Linked DNA regions of Ovis aries: region 2 is linked to region 1. Evidence: chromatin contacts called from public Hi-C data. All regions are on one chromosome and are shown on one strand. Each heading gives the region's core, a stretch centred on a gene start, on an enhancer-like site or on the middle of the called end of the contact. The rest is flanking DNA. Distances are from core to core; before and after follow the strand shown. Region 1 overlaps PXDC1 (PX domain containing 1). Region 2 overlaps BPHL (biphenyl hydrolase like).

The links. A called contact is a pair of places that touch in the nucleus more often than the background predicts.
Region 2: a contact with region 1 is called in a Hi-C map of hypothalamus, with 2.7 times the contacts expected there. The contact joins two enhancer-like sites. A contact is called at or near these places in 2 of 16 Hi-C or Micro-C datasets (hypothalamus and muscle).

The regions. Positions count from the first base shown.
Region 1 is chr20:49,352,047-49,358,511 of ARS-UI_Ramb_v3.0, reverse strand. It overlaps PXDC1 (PX domain containing 1), which reads right to left. Exons shown (of 5, transcript XM_027958671.3): 2 at 3,998-4,089; 3 at 3,506-3,623. Among named protein-coding and RNA genes, the nearest start is that of PXDC1, 21 kb to the right of the region's middle. Within about 2 kb of position 2,206, at least 10 of the 54 cell types and tissues checked have an H3K27ac peak or open chromatin away from gene starts, as enhancers often do. A contact at or near this core is called in hypothalamus, where this site is marked.
Region 2 is chr20:49,651,860-49,658,848 of ARS-UI_Ramb_v3.0, reverse strand. It overlaps BPHL (biphenyl hydrolase like), which reads left to right. Exons shown (of 6, transcript XM_027958683.3): 5 at 4,807-4,930. Among named protein-coding and RNA genes, the nearest start is that of BPHL, 15 kb to the left of the region's middle. Within about 2 kb of position 1,313, at least 6 of the 54 cell types and tissues checked have an H3K27ac peak or open chromatin away from gene starts, as enhancers often do. A contact at or near this core is called in hypothalamus, where this site is marked.

The DNA of each region.
Region 1 (6,465 bases), core at 957-3,456:
CCTACCTCACTTTAAAAACGTGCTTAAAAACACTCCAGATTCCTGCTTTCCCAAGGCACCACCGTCTTCCACGCAGGCCCTGACACACGTGGACAGCTCACAGCAGCATTCTCTGTCCCGGTCAGGCCACAGGACGCCCCGTGCTGCCATCTCGGCGGGCGTCTGATGCCCTGGTTGTCTGGGGCATCGTTTCCTTTTATTTCTTATACCATAACCATCATTTAGATTATTTTATCCCCATGGACAGATCTGCTCGTTTTAAACAAGTGAGACTGTAACTTCGTGTCTGCTTGTAATCGTTACAGGTATTTTAGGTACTCGCAGCTCAGTTTTCTCAGCTCCTCTCCGTAGGAAGACACTTAGGGAAACCACGCAAAAAGAAGGCAGGAAACTAGGCTTCCTTCTCCCGCTCCCAGGACCAAATGACTGTCCATCAGACAGATTTGCCAAGTAATGGCTGAAACTTCCTCCAACTTTCTGGAGAAGGGACAGCGCACATCTCAGTGGCCCTTCCAGGTGGGCCGTTGGACCTGCCCCCCGTGAGCGGCACCAACAAGCGCCTTGTCCTCGACCTCCTCTCCCGGTGGAGCCCCCCCAGACCCCACTGCCTGAGAAAGCTCGTGAGTCAGAAGAAGGAGCCGAAAACCAGAAAGAAGTCGGTGACTGTAACCGCCAAGGTCAAGGGCACCACCGGGTGCAAAGAGGAGGCTGACAAGTGCCTGAGTGGGCAGAGAGACCCACAGGGGACGGCTCCTGACAGCGGGGGCAAGACCCCCAACCTCACAGCTCGAAACGTGGGACAGCACAGAGCCACTCTTTCTTTTAAATTAAAAAACAATTGTTGGGGCCGCATCGTGCAGCTTCCCTGACTAGATTGACCCCAGCCCCCCTGCCTTGGGAGCATGGATCTTAACCACTGGACCACCGGGGAGCCCGCAGGACCACCTTCTTTTCTGCTTTTATTAACTGACTCAAATCTGCCCCAGGAAGCATGTAAAACCTCAGCGACCTCAGCACAGCCAGCTGACAACTCCAAATCCTCTCTCCCACCCCTCTCCAGGGGAACTGGGGGGGAAGATCCTACAAGCGAAAACAGCCAGCTGACAACTCCGAATCCTCTCTCCCACCCCTCTCCAGGGGAACTGGGCGGCGGGGGGGATCCTACAAGCGAAACAAACATAAGTGCTGCGAATAGCCACCTCACATAGGAACCTCCCGGTCTTTATTAGATGTGAGATTTGCAGTTCTGGAACACGGAATCTAGAAAGTGGAGCCAGACCCCGGAACACGTTGGTTGCAGACCATTCCTTAATGTCGGCGAAGAGAAGCCAGCTGGGCCTCCAGGGAACTCCAGGTCTACCACTTAAGCCTGTGAAGGAGGTTACTCTTTGCTGTTTTTTAGCCTGTCAAATAGGAGAAGGCAACGGCAACCCACTCCAGTACTCTTGCCTGGAAAATCCCATGGACGGAGGAGTCTGGTGGGCTGCCGTCTATGGGGTCGCACAGAGTCAGACACGACTGAAGCGACTTAGCAGCAGCAGCAGAAGCCTGTAAAATGGGAATAACAGTGTCTATCCTAAGGGGCACTTTTGGGGGGGGGCGTTAAATGAGATAGTTTTTATAAAGACTCTAACAAACGCTGGTGAAAATTAAGGCTGAGACTGTACAAATGCCTGGCTAATAAAAAGTTCGGAGAAGGCAATGGCACCCCACTCCAGTACTTTTGCCTGGAAAATCCCATGGACGGAGGAGCCTGGTAGGCTGCAGTCCATGGCGTCACTGAGGGTCGGACGCGACTAAGCGACTTCACTTTCACTTTTCACTTTCATGCATTGGAGAAGGAAATGGCAACCCACTCCAGTGTTCTTGCCTGGAGAATCCCAAGGACGGGGGAGCCTGGTGGGCTGCCGTCTATGGGGTCGCACAGAGTCGGACACGACTGAAGTGACTTAGTAGTAATAAAAAGTTAAATTATATTTCCAGCCTTCCCAAACCTGAATACTCTGGGTTTTGTGGCTGATATCAGTTCAAAGGTGTATGCTTCCTTTTAAGCTGCACAGCTTTCTTAGAGTTGGTAACAAGCTTTTAGATTAACATCGTGTGAAGAATGTTTCCGTTTCCATCGACTCAAAGCCTCGCCAAAGAGGCCAGAGCTCTTGCCACGACCAAGGCCCCGGGAGGCGGCTGGTCCTTAAGCCACGAGCGCCTGGCGCCACCTAGTGGAGGCCTGGCCCCCAGCCGGTCAGCCTGGAGGCCTGAGTGAGCCGAGGCAGGGCTGCCCCCCAGGCGGCGGCGCCTCCCGAGAGGCCACGTCAGAGAAGTCTGGGAGGAAAGGTGGTGAGCGCGGGCCAGGGCCCTTTCAGGAGCGAGGGGAATTTAGCAGGACCGGAGTGGACGTGCATGGGCGGGCTTGCGGGAGAGAGGAGACAGGCCCGGCGGGGAGGAGGCTGAAGGCCTGTTCCGAGCAGGGCTCCGCAGTGACGGGAGACCCTGCCGGGCCACATCCTGACCTGCCTAGGACCACAGGAAATCAACAAATCAATGAGACAGGAAGTCAGATCTGGGGTGGCCCACGTGGGTACTGACGACGTGTCCTGGGGGGAGGCCCGGCCTGGGGATCCCCGAGTCTGTGCACACCCCCAACACGGGCCGAGACTGGGAGCAGGGCGGCTCTCGGCGGCCAGGACCTCAGGGGCTGGCGGCGCTGCCGTAAGGAACCGTGTTATGGAAAGGACTCCTGAACTGACCCTCCTCTCGTCTGGATACGTCCAGTTCTCCATTCAGTGAATGACGAAGGTACATCTTACCTCCGGTGGGAGCACCCTCCCCGACCCTCAGGGCGTGGTCCCACAGGACCTCGCCCGGGCCCAGACAAGTTCCTGGGCTCCCGGGACACACCTCTCCCTACAAAACGCTCCTCAGAGCCTCGCCTGCAGCACCGAGGAGAGAGTCTGGTGCCACAGTGACGTGCGAAGCCTGGATTAGAGGAAGCTGCCAGTGGGCTGAGCCCCGGCTCCCCCTCGCTCCCCTGAGACCTGCAGGACAGCTGGCCATCTCCTCCCGCTGCTGACTTTTGCCAGAAGGCGCAGCCCAAGGCCCACACTGAGGAGCTACACACCGGGTGTCCCTTTCTGTCCCACCTGCCCTAAAGCCCAGAGCAAAGGCAATGCCGCGCAAGCTGAACTCGTATTTTTGCGCTTGGTGATGGATTCCAGCCATTCGCTTCAAGACGCCTCACTAATGCTTTCCTCATAGACCATTTCTTTTTTAAAAGTAAGTTCCGACTTATACACCTTTGGAAGCAGGCAGCGGGCAAGCAGCAGGCCAGCAGGGAGACGCGCACCGTTTCACAAGATCTGGAAGCAGCCCCTCCCCTCCGCTTCTGTCCTTCTTCGGGCCCCGAGGGGGGCAGGCGTGCCCAGCACGTGGACAGGGGCTGGGAAGGTCTCCGGGACCCTCGGCCGCGCTGCGCCCACACCACCCCGCGCCTCCCCCGCGCTCTCACCTGAGATCTTCACTGGACTCTGAAAGCTGGGCTGGATCTTATGCACGTTGTCATTCTTTAACACCTGATCCAGGGGCGATCTTTCGAAGAAGGTGAGCACGACTTCTGACCTGGAGTACTGGGGAGAAGCATGTTCCTTCCTACACATGTTCCTCCGGCTGGCGGGATGGCCTGGGCCACGTCCCCGCGCCCCGATCAGGGGCTCGGGGAGCTCGGGGGGCTCGGGGCCCAGGGAAGGCAGGATGGGGACCGTGGGAACAACGCAGGCCAGGTCTGCGCCGGCGTTTCACACATCCCCCTCACTTTCCAATAAACTGTGAGCCCCTGCTTCCGCTTCTTCCCAGGGGGAGAAAACACTGGAGCTCCCAGAGCCCAAGGAGGCGCCCTCTCCTTGGCTCCTGGCCCCGCCCCGCCCCCGACGCCTCCAGGAGGGCGCCTGCCACCCACCGGCCCACCCAGCGCCCTGCCCTGCCCTCCCGCCCACACCCCCACCTTGCGCGGCATGCTGATGATGGCCTTGAGAAGCTTCTCCACCTCGTTGAGCCTGGTCTCAATGTCATGGGCCTCCTTGATGGCGACCAGTCCTGGGGTCGAAGCAGAAAGGCCTCCATCAGAGGAGCAGACCAGGACATGGGCTCCCAAATTAAACACAGGCCAACAGGCCGCCTGCAGTGGGGACGCCACCCTGGGGTCGCCCTCCACAGAAGGGCACTCAGCCTCGCGTGGGCCCAGTCCTGCCCTGGGAGCCTGGTCCTCAGCCCCAGTCTGGGTCTCAACGACCCAAAGATGAAGGCACGTGCAGAAGAGGGGCCATCTGAAATCCACAGAGGCCCCAAAGGCCTCTCCGAGTGGGACAGGCAGGCCAGCTCCATCCACACCCTGCACAGTGGGCAGGGCCAGACCCTGGCCCCGCCAGTGTGTGTGGTGGCTGCCGCCAGGGAAGCTGCCCCTCCCCGCCCCCAGTGACACAGCTAAGGCGACCACAGGGCCTTTGGAAATGGAGCCTGTACTAGAGAAGTCATTTAGATGTGGGGTTAGAAGGGAAAAACCAGATCTTTACTCAGAGAAAACCAGCATGGGCATGACTCATGGCACCTTCCGGGAACCTGAGCTTTTACCCCTCATTCCAGCTACCAGACATCCTGACTGGCTACTAGAAAGCACAGTGTTTTGTCTTTAAAATACGAGAGCTAACAGGCGGGAGGAGAATGGGACGACAGAGGATGAGGTGGCTGGAGGGCATCACTGACTCGATGGACATGAGTTTGAGCAAGCTCCAGGAGTTGGTGATGGACAGGGAGGCCTGGCATGCTGCGGTCCATGGGGTCACAAAGAGCTGGACACGACTGAGCAGCTGAGCTGAACAGCACAGAGAGCTGGGGTGCGTTTCCGTCTCCCCGTGAGCCGTGCAGAGCGCCGACTTTCCCAGGACCGGCCCTTCACATCAGCTTCCCAGGAGCAACACGGATTCCCAGGACATTTCACGTGACCCGGGACTCAAACCACAGAGGCTGGCATCCCAGAACTACTTTCAGTCACTGAATCTCAGTTTTCAGAAGTCCCGGTTTTGTTAGATAGGAGAATGGTTGCTCATTTTGCAGGCAACTCACTAGATCCACATTGAGATAAAATTAACTTCCTAAACTGCCTGACTGAAATCCAGAGGCCCCTCGCATCAGCCGGAGTCGAGGATGTCCAGCCAAGGTCAGGAGCTGGTCCCTGAACTTCCTGGAGACAGACCGGTGCCCCTTCACCTGCTGACCCGGGGTCTTCCCCGCAGTGGCCTGTCTGGTCCTGACAAGCGCTCTCGGCCACGTGGGCCCAGGCAGCTGGCCGCAGACCCCAGACTCCGGTCCACACACCCTGCGCTGCCCGCCACGTGGTGCCCCAGCCGTTGGCAGAGAGACGGGGTTGAGCCACCCCTCTCTCCCAGGCTGCCCGCCCCACCGCCGCCTGGCAGGCTGGGGGCAGGAGGAAAGGAAGAAGCTACACCCGGGGCAGAGTCTCAGGGTCTCAGGACACATCCTCCCAGGCCTGCGTGCTTGTTTAGAAGTACACACACGGGGGGAGGGAAAGATGGCGGAGGAATAGGACGGGAAGACCACTTCCTCCCTCACAAATTCCTCAAAAGAACATTTCAACGCCGAGCAAACTCCACAAAACAACTTCTGTAGGCTGGCAGAGGACATCAGGCAACCAGAAAAGCAGACCGTTGTCTTCGAAAACAGGTAGGAAAAAATATAAAAGACGAGAAAGGAGACAAAGGAGGTGGGGAGGGAGCTCCGTCCCGGGAAGGGAAGCCCGTCCCGGGAAGGGAATTTGAAGAAGAGAGGTTTCCAAACACCAGGAAACACTCTCCCTGCCGAGTCTGTGGCGAGCCTTGGAAACACAGAGGGCAACATAACAGGAAGGAAAAATAGATAAATAATTAAAACCAAGAGATTACAAGCCCACCAGTAACTCCCCCAGCGGAAAAGCAGCACAGACGCCTGCATCCGCCATTGGGAAGTGGGGGCAGGGCAGGGACGCGCGGGAGGCGCGGGCTGCAGAGCTTTGCAAGAATCGGGCAGGAACGCCCCACGCACAACCAGAACGATCTAACTTGGGCTAGCAAACCAGACTGTGGGATAGCTACCACGCGAAAAGCTCGAACATTAGACACCGCCAGGACCGAGCACAGAACAAAGGACGGAATGGAAAAAGCCGGCTGCAGACCATCCCCCGCCGGGGGCAGGCAGCCAGAGCCGTAAGGACTGGAAAGGGGCAATTGCAGACCCGGAGAGACTTTACGTACCTAACTGCAAGCAGGCTCCTTTGCTAAGACTTCAGGGGGTGCTGGACAGTCACAATCTGCCCCACGGGGGGCGCCAGCGGTCCACCCAGAAAGCTGAGCACCAGCGGCAGAAAAGGTGACAAGCCTCGGCGATCGCGCTCGCCAAACTCCTGAGCTACTCGGACCT
Region 2 (6,989 bases), core at 64-2,563, 300 kb before region 1:
CCATGCCCATTCAGTTGGTGATGCCATTCAACCATCTCATCCTCTGTTGTCCCCTTCTCCTCCTGCCCTCAATCTTTCCCAGCATCAGGGTCTTTTCCAGTGAGTCAGCTCATCGAATCAGGTGGCCAAGTGTTGAAGTTTCAGCTTTAGCATCAGTCCTACCAGTGAACACCCAGGACCTATCTCCTTTAGGGATGGACTGGTTGGACCTCCTTGCAATCCAAGGGACTCTGAAGAGTCTTCTCCAACACCACAGTTCAAAAGCATCAATTCTTCTGTGCTCAGCTTTCTTTATAGTCCAACTCTCACATCCATACATGACCACTGGAAAAACCATAGCTTTGACTAGATGGTTTTTTGATTAGCAGCAAATAATTGCTTACCCTTAATCTGAAAAAATTTTGGGCTCCCAAATCACTGCAGATGTTGATTGCAGCCATGAAATTAAAAGACGCTTACTCCTTGGAAGAAAAGTTATGACCAACCTAGACAGCATATTCAAAAGCAGAGACATGACTTTGCCGACTAAGGTCTGTCCAGTCAAGGCTATAGTTTTTCTAGTGGTCATGTATGGATGTGAGAGTTGGACGGTGAAGAAAGCTGAGTGCCGAAAAATTGATGCTTTTGAACTGTGGTGTTGGAGAAGACTCTTGAGAGTCCCTTGGATTGCAAGGATATCCAACCAGTCCATTCTGAAGGAGATCAGCCCTGGATATTCTTTGGAAGGAATGATGCTGAAGTTGAAGCTCCACCTCATGCAAAGAGCTGACTCATTGGAAAAGACTCTGATGCTGGGAGGGATTGGGGGCAGGAGGAGAAGGGGACGACAGAGGATGAGATGGCTGGATGGCATCACCGACTCGATGGACGTGAGTTTGAGTGAACTCCGGGAGTTGGTGATGGACAGGGAGGCCTGGCGTGCTGCGATTCACGGGGTCGCAAAGAGTTGACAACTGAGTGACTGAACTGAACTGAAAACAAACAAAATAAATGGTGAGCATAAACTGAGAATGCTTTCCTTCCGAGCTGTCCACTTGCTGCCCCTGGGAACCACTGATGGTGCCAGGGGAGGCCCAGTTTCATCCCCATTCAGCCGTGTCCGCCCTCCCCCAGCAAACAGTCACTCTTCCTCAAGGCAGCCCTGCATTCTAGCGGTCATACCAGTCTGCTGTGTTTTCAGGGTTCCTGCCTTTTATGCGCACACACGCACGCACTCATGCTCCTTTTCATCAACCACTGCAGACTTCAGCCGTGCAGCAGAAATTATATGTTATGAAAGAGCGCCTTGTTCATGGCAGGAGGGCCTGCGGCGGGTGTGGTCCGCTCCATGGCCAAGGGCAGAGCCACGGGTCCCGCGCCAGCTGTCCACATGCCCGCTCTCCCCTCGCCGTCCTCCCCTGCCGCCTGTTCTCCCCTCCCAGTCCCGTCCCCCACGCTCCCCTCCCCCCTCCACTCCCCTCCCCCGCCCTCCGAGCTCCCCTCCCAGTCCCCCCTCTGCTCCCCCTCCTCTGCTCCCCTCCCCCCCAGCACTCCCCTCTCCCCCCCAGCGTTCCCCTCCCCCGCCCCCCCGCCCTCCCCTCGCCCCTCCCCCTCTGCTCCCCCCCACGCTCCCCTCCCCCCCCCCCCCCCCCGCGCTCCCCTCTCCTCCCCCCCCCTCCGCCCCCCCACGCTCCCCTCCCCCCCCCGTCTCCCTCCCCCTCCTCCCCTTGGGGCCTTCCCCCGGCTCTCCCTCCTGTGCCCCCACTCCTTCCCCCTCTACTTCTCAGGCATCCCCGCTCCCATCCGAAGTCTCCTCAGGTCCACCCAGAGCAGTTCAGCGTCCTCAGCCTCTGGAATCAACCCCAGCACCCATCTGCAGGGTAGGGGAGCAGGAGGAGAACGGCAGGCACTCTCTGCTGGGCCGCCTGCCCCGGGCAGCAGTTCGAGCAGCCCACTCACCCCGCTCGTGCTGGGCCTCCAGGTGCCTGGCCCTGTCCCAGCCATCACAGGGGCAGCGCACCACGTGAGCCCTGCCAGTCCCGTCTTCAGGGCGGGTCATGCAGACGCAGCTCTGTACCTGAGGGGCGTGGTGAGCACTGTTCACTGTGCTCAGGAGCATCAGACTCTCCACAGAGTCACCGTGTTTTAAAGAAAAATGGAAAAACTGGGCTAAGGGATTGAATTCGCTTATCCATTCTGAAGCCATTTCCTTTCTGATCAGAGTCCTCTGTGAGACAGTTAGTAGTTAGAATTTCTCCAGCGTTAGAACTTGGAGCAAATGATTTTATGCATTTCTCAGTGTATGTAAATGCAATTCAGAAAAACTCTTGTAAGTAATCTCATTTTTACTCTGCTGACCCCAGTTAGGGGAATACCCGCTTCTGTCTTATACCTTTAATGGAAGCCATTACTTTAGATCTGATTTCGTTCCCTCAGTCAGAATCTGCTGGTGCCCAAGGGCCATCGTGGGGGACAGAACACAGCGGAACCCTGACATAGCGCTCAGCATTCACCCTGGATGCAGAAGCTGTGACTGTGCTGGGCAGCGGCACGGGGGGCTGGGGAAGGCCTGGCCGGCCGGGGTGGGGCCTGGCGAGCCACATGGAGAAGGGGCAGCTTGCCCACCAACAGAGCAGCCAGCGCCACGGCTCCAGGCGCGCTGCGCTTAGGGTTTTCACAGACGAGTTCTGGTCTGAGACTAAACCTATCCTTGCCCACACGGCTGTCTGTCTTCCAGGCATCCGGGATGTTTCTAAGTGGAGTGAGAGGGCGAGAAAGCCTCTGGAAGCCCTCTATGGGTTCGACTACTTTGCCAGGACCTGTGAAAAGTGGGTGGATGGCATAGAGCAATTTAAGCATCTTCCGGACGGTAGGTCACACAAGCCGCTTAACGGTCCTTTTGCTGGTTAGAGAGGCCAAGTGAGTTCCCCTGATGCTTGAGAGTTCCTCAGGGATTGACACGCTCGCCCACCATCCTCCACACTGACGCGTGAGCAGAGGGTAATCGTGTACAAAGGCAAGCTCTTGTGCCGCACACCCTCCTGGCATCAGAGACAGACGTGTACGGAGTTCACCTTGTTGAGTCTTGTAGCATGCTGGTCTTTTCCCCTTTGTCTCCAGAAGTCTCACATAGACGTCCCCCTTTTCACATCTAAAGGCATCAGCCCACTGCCACCTCTGTTACCAACAGGAGAGGAGGGGGTCTCTGTCATGACCTTTGGCCCCAGTAGAGTCAGGACAAGGAAAAGGGTACTCAGCCCTTTCCCATCTTCAGAGCGGCGGTGTCACTGCGGCCGGGACAGGTGTGTTCCAGTAACAAGAACTGGCTCCCTGAGGGGAGCTCTGAATTAAAGTCTGTTCTCAGAGCTGTTTTCATTTGTGATCTCTCATTTCTCTAATTGCCAAAAGAATAGAAAGTAGGTGGGCTCGGACCTTGAAACACATCAGTTACCAAACAGTTATGATTCAGGGCCCAGTTTTGTCTCCTCAGTAGCCACTTCCAGAATGAGTCATCTGTCAGAACTTTCATAATGAGAAAGACGTTTGGAAATGTTACTATTTTGCTGTAAGTTCAGAACAAGTATATCCTGTTCAAACACAGTATCCACCCATAGAAACAGGCCCTTGAAATATGTTTCAGGAGGCTGGAAAGACAAGCCACAGGCAGGAGTGACTGTTTCCCAAAGGACAGGGGCCCGGGGCTTGTGGGGTCTTCGTTCCCCGACCTGGGATGGAACTCCCCTGCAGTGGAGGTGCAGAGTCCTAACCTCTGGACCGTCAGGGAAGTCCCTGCAAAACACTCTTAAAAGTGAACAGTAAGAAAACAGCCTAATTAAAATGCAGACCAAACAGTGAGATCCCGCTACACACCTCTTAGAACAGCTGCTCAGAGGAATTGTAGGGCAATGAAAGCACTCTGTGTGGTATCATGGTGCCATATCCGTGTCATCCCACGGTTGTCCAAACCCACAGCGTGAGAACCGTGGACGCGGGGTGGTGATGACGTGTCTGCTGTAGCAGACGTCTGATGGGGGTGTTGGTGACGGGGGAGGCAAGGAGACAGCTGTGTGCCCGTGCCTGCCTTGCAATTCTGCTGTAAACCTGAAACTAAAAAATGAGGTCTACTGCCAAAGAGAAAGGGAGGGAGAAAGTGTCCCGGAGAATCCAGCATCACGAGTCATCTTCCAGCAAGGCTGTCAGGAGACAGCCTCTCCCGCCACAGGGCCGGCTCCGTGCATCGGGCCCCTTGTCCTGTCCTTGGGGTTGTGGCCGCTCAGTGTAGCATGGGGACGAGTCGCGGGTTTGGTGTCACACAGGACCGGTGTGTGCTCTGGCTTTGCGACGTGGCTGCCGTCCGAGCAGATTCAGGGAAACGGTAGGTCGGGACCCGGAGCCCGGCCTGTGCCTTGCAGCCCAAGAATGCTGTCATCTCTCGGGGCAGGGCAGTTGGGGGGCAGGCGGGGTGGAAGGCAGCTTCCGTCCTGCTGAAGCTGTGGCTTCGCTGTGAGGAACACAGAATTGGAAGGCCGGCGGGGGCCCCTATATTTCAAGGGAGAAGCTTTTCAGATGCCCCAAGTAATATGAAGACTTGCAGGTTTTTTTGTTCAACTGCTGTTTTATATGAATTATGAATCTTAATCAGCCAGGACTCCGTGTTCACTAGTAGAGCTTAAAGGAAAAAGGCCAGGAGAGACAAAGAAAAGGAAACCTGGAGATTGTCGGAGCTGGAAGCACTCAGGCCGTCTGACCCAGGCCAGGCGCTGGCGGGGCTGGGGGTCCGCCCCCCGCCCCAGGAGGGCCTCAGGAGAGCTGTCTCATGTCTTGCAGGGAGCATCTGTCGGGACCTGCTCCCCCTGGTCCAGTGCCCCACCTTAATCATACACGGCGAGAAGGATCCCCTGGTCCCACGTTTCCATGCCGACTTCTTACACAGACATGTGAGAGGGTCACGGTGAGTCCAGCTGCAGCCAGAGCTCTGCCCCAGTGCCTTGGGACGCAAGCGGGAGGCGCTGCAGGAGGCGAGGGCTGAGGGCTGGGCTTTCAGGGCGTACCCCGCCCCATTTGGGAACAGAGGGGCCCAGGGGCCCTGGGTTTTGGCAGCGGGATCAGGGGCTCCCGCCCTGGTGGCATCAAGCCGAACAGCCGTCCGTCCCTCGGGAGCTCTCACTGTCGAAGCGCCGCCAGCCCAGCAAGTCTGTAGAATCAAGACAAGGAGGCAGACCGCCTGCCCCTTGCCGTCCACGTAAACGCTCCCGCTCTGGGCGCTGTTGTGGGTCCTCCTTTCCTGGTATGTTTAAACATAGACGCAGTCCTATTCTGCCTTCAACTTTGATTCCTGCTTTTTTCCCGCCTAAAATGATGGTGTACACTTTTCCCGTTAAGCCTTAAACATGTACACCTCAGAGAAGAACCTGTTCCTCAGAACCACGGGAGAGCAGGGCCTGCCCGCCGCCCCGGGCACGCTGGAGGGCCTAACGAGATGTGTCAGCGGAGTCTGGCCTCCGTCTCGGAACTCATTTCTGTTTGGAGCAGAAGTTTATCGTTTAAATACTCGGGCTGACGTGAGAGCCAGCTTCTGCTGGCAGTTACTTCAGGATGAAAATCCCACATCAGATAAACCTGACGTTTCCCTGCTAACGCAGCGACACACACCGTGAAGGAGAAAGTAGTGTCTGGCCAGGAGGTCGGGTCCACAGTAAACACCCAGGGAGCCTTGACCCGTGGAGAGCCTGTGCATTCACTCCAGAGATGCTGTCATTGCCCGGGACGTCTTTGGAATTGTATAGAATTCTTTTGAAATTGGCCTCATTCTCAGTGACCTAAGAACATGCTCCTCCCCCCCACCGACGTGAGCCACTTCCAGTGCCCACCGCAGGCCAGCCTGCCGGGACCGCCCCTGAGCTGCGAGTAGACTCAAACACAGTCCCTCCACTTCCTAATTGTGCTGTTTATTCCACAAGAGATTTTAACAAACAGATTTCTTGGACAGTTTATAAATGTGGGCAACATGCTTCTTATCCTGCAATAAAATATCACTAGTATAAACTTGTATAATTTCTGTTTCCAAACAGCATTTCAAATTTCAGAAGGCATCTTATTTTACTATGATGTCTAATTATACTTTACAGCAAAATCATGGAAAAAAATATTGTCCCCATTTTACAGATGGGGTAAAATCAAGGCTGAGACATGTTAGGTCATCTTCCAAGGTTGCATAGCTAGTAAATGACAAGTCCTGGATCTTTTTTTTCCCCTCCCCCAACACAGCTGCCTCACACTCTTATTTTAATATGATGGTGAGAGGCCTGAATCACGTGCTTTCTGACCTGGTTAAGTGTCTTCTGTCTTCAGAAATGACAAGTTTTTGCACACTGACGCTCATAATAAATGACGTGTGTTCTCTTAGAGAGTCAAGTTCAATAAAAGTCTGCAAGAAAGTTTAATTTAGGAATTCTGTTCCAGACCCATCTCCTAGCAACTGAATACATCAATATGGGAGAAAAATATTCCCTCACCACTCAGATGTTAATGGTTTCAGTACATTCGTTTATGGAAGGTCATTTTCTCAGCAGGATTCTTTGGAACAATTGAGTCAAGAGGAAAGTGTTGCTGCGATGATTGTCTGAAACTGGCTGGCATATTAGGCTTGCACCCTTCTGCTGCCAGGAGCGCCCTGTAGGTTGGGCAAGAAGCTAAAACACGGTGGTTAATTTTGGACCCACAGAAGGAAAGTTGATTCCTTGAGCACCAAGGTCCTCCTCCGACTGTGCTCACAGGCCTTCTGACCCCTAGGGAGCCACTTAAGTGCAGGGTGCTTCCCATGAACTTGGGGCTTCATTTCCTTGCCAGAAACAATTAAAGACACAGTCTGTCCCCGCAAAGATTTTACCTGCAAATAGTTATCAGGTATGAAACAAATGCCTTTGTCTCCTGGAACTGCACCCAGAAACAGTCATGTGTATTTCTGTATCCGTTTCCCAGTGGGCTCGGTGGTGGCTGCCATCCCTCCC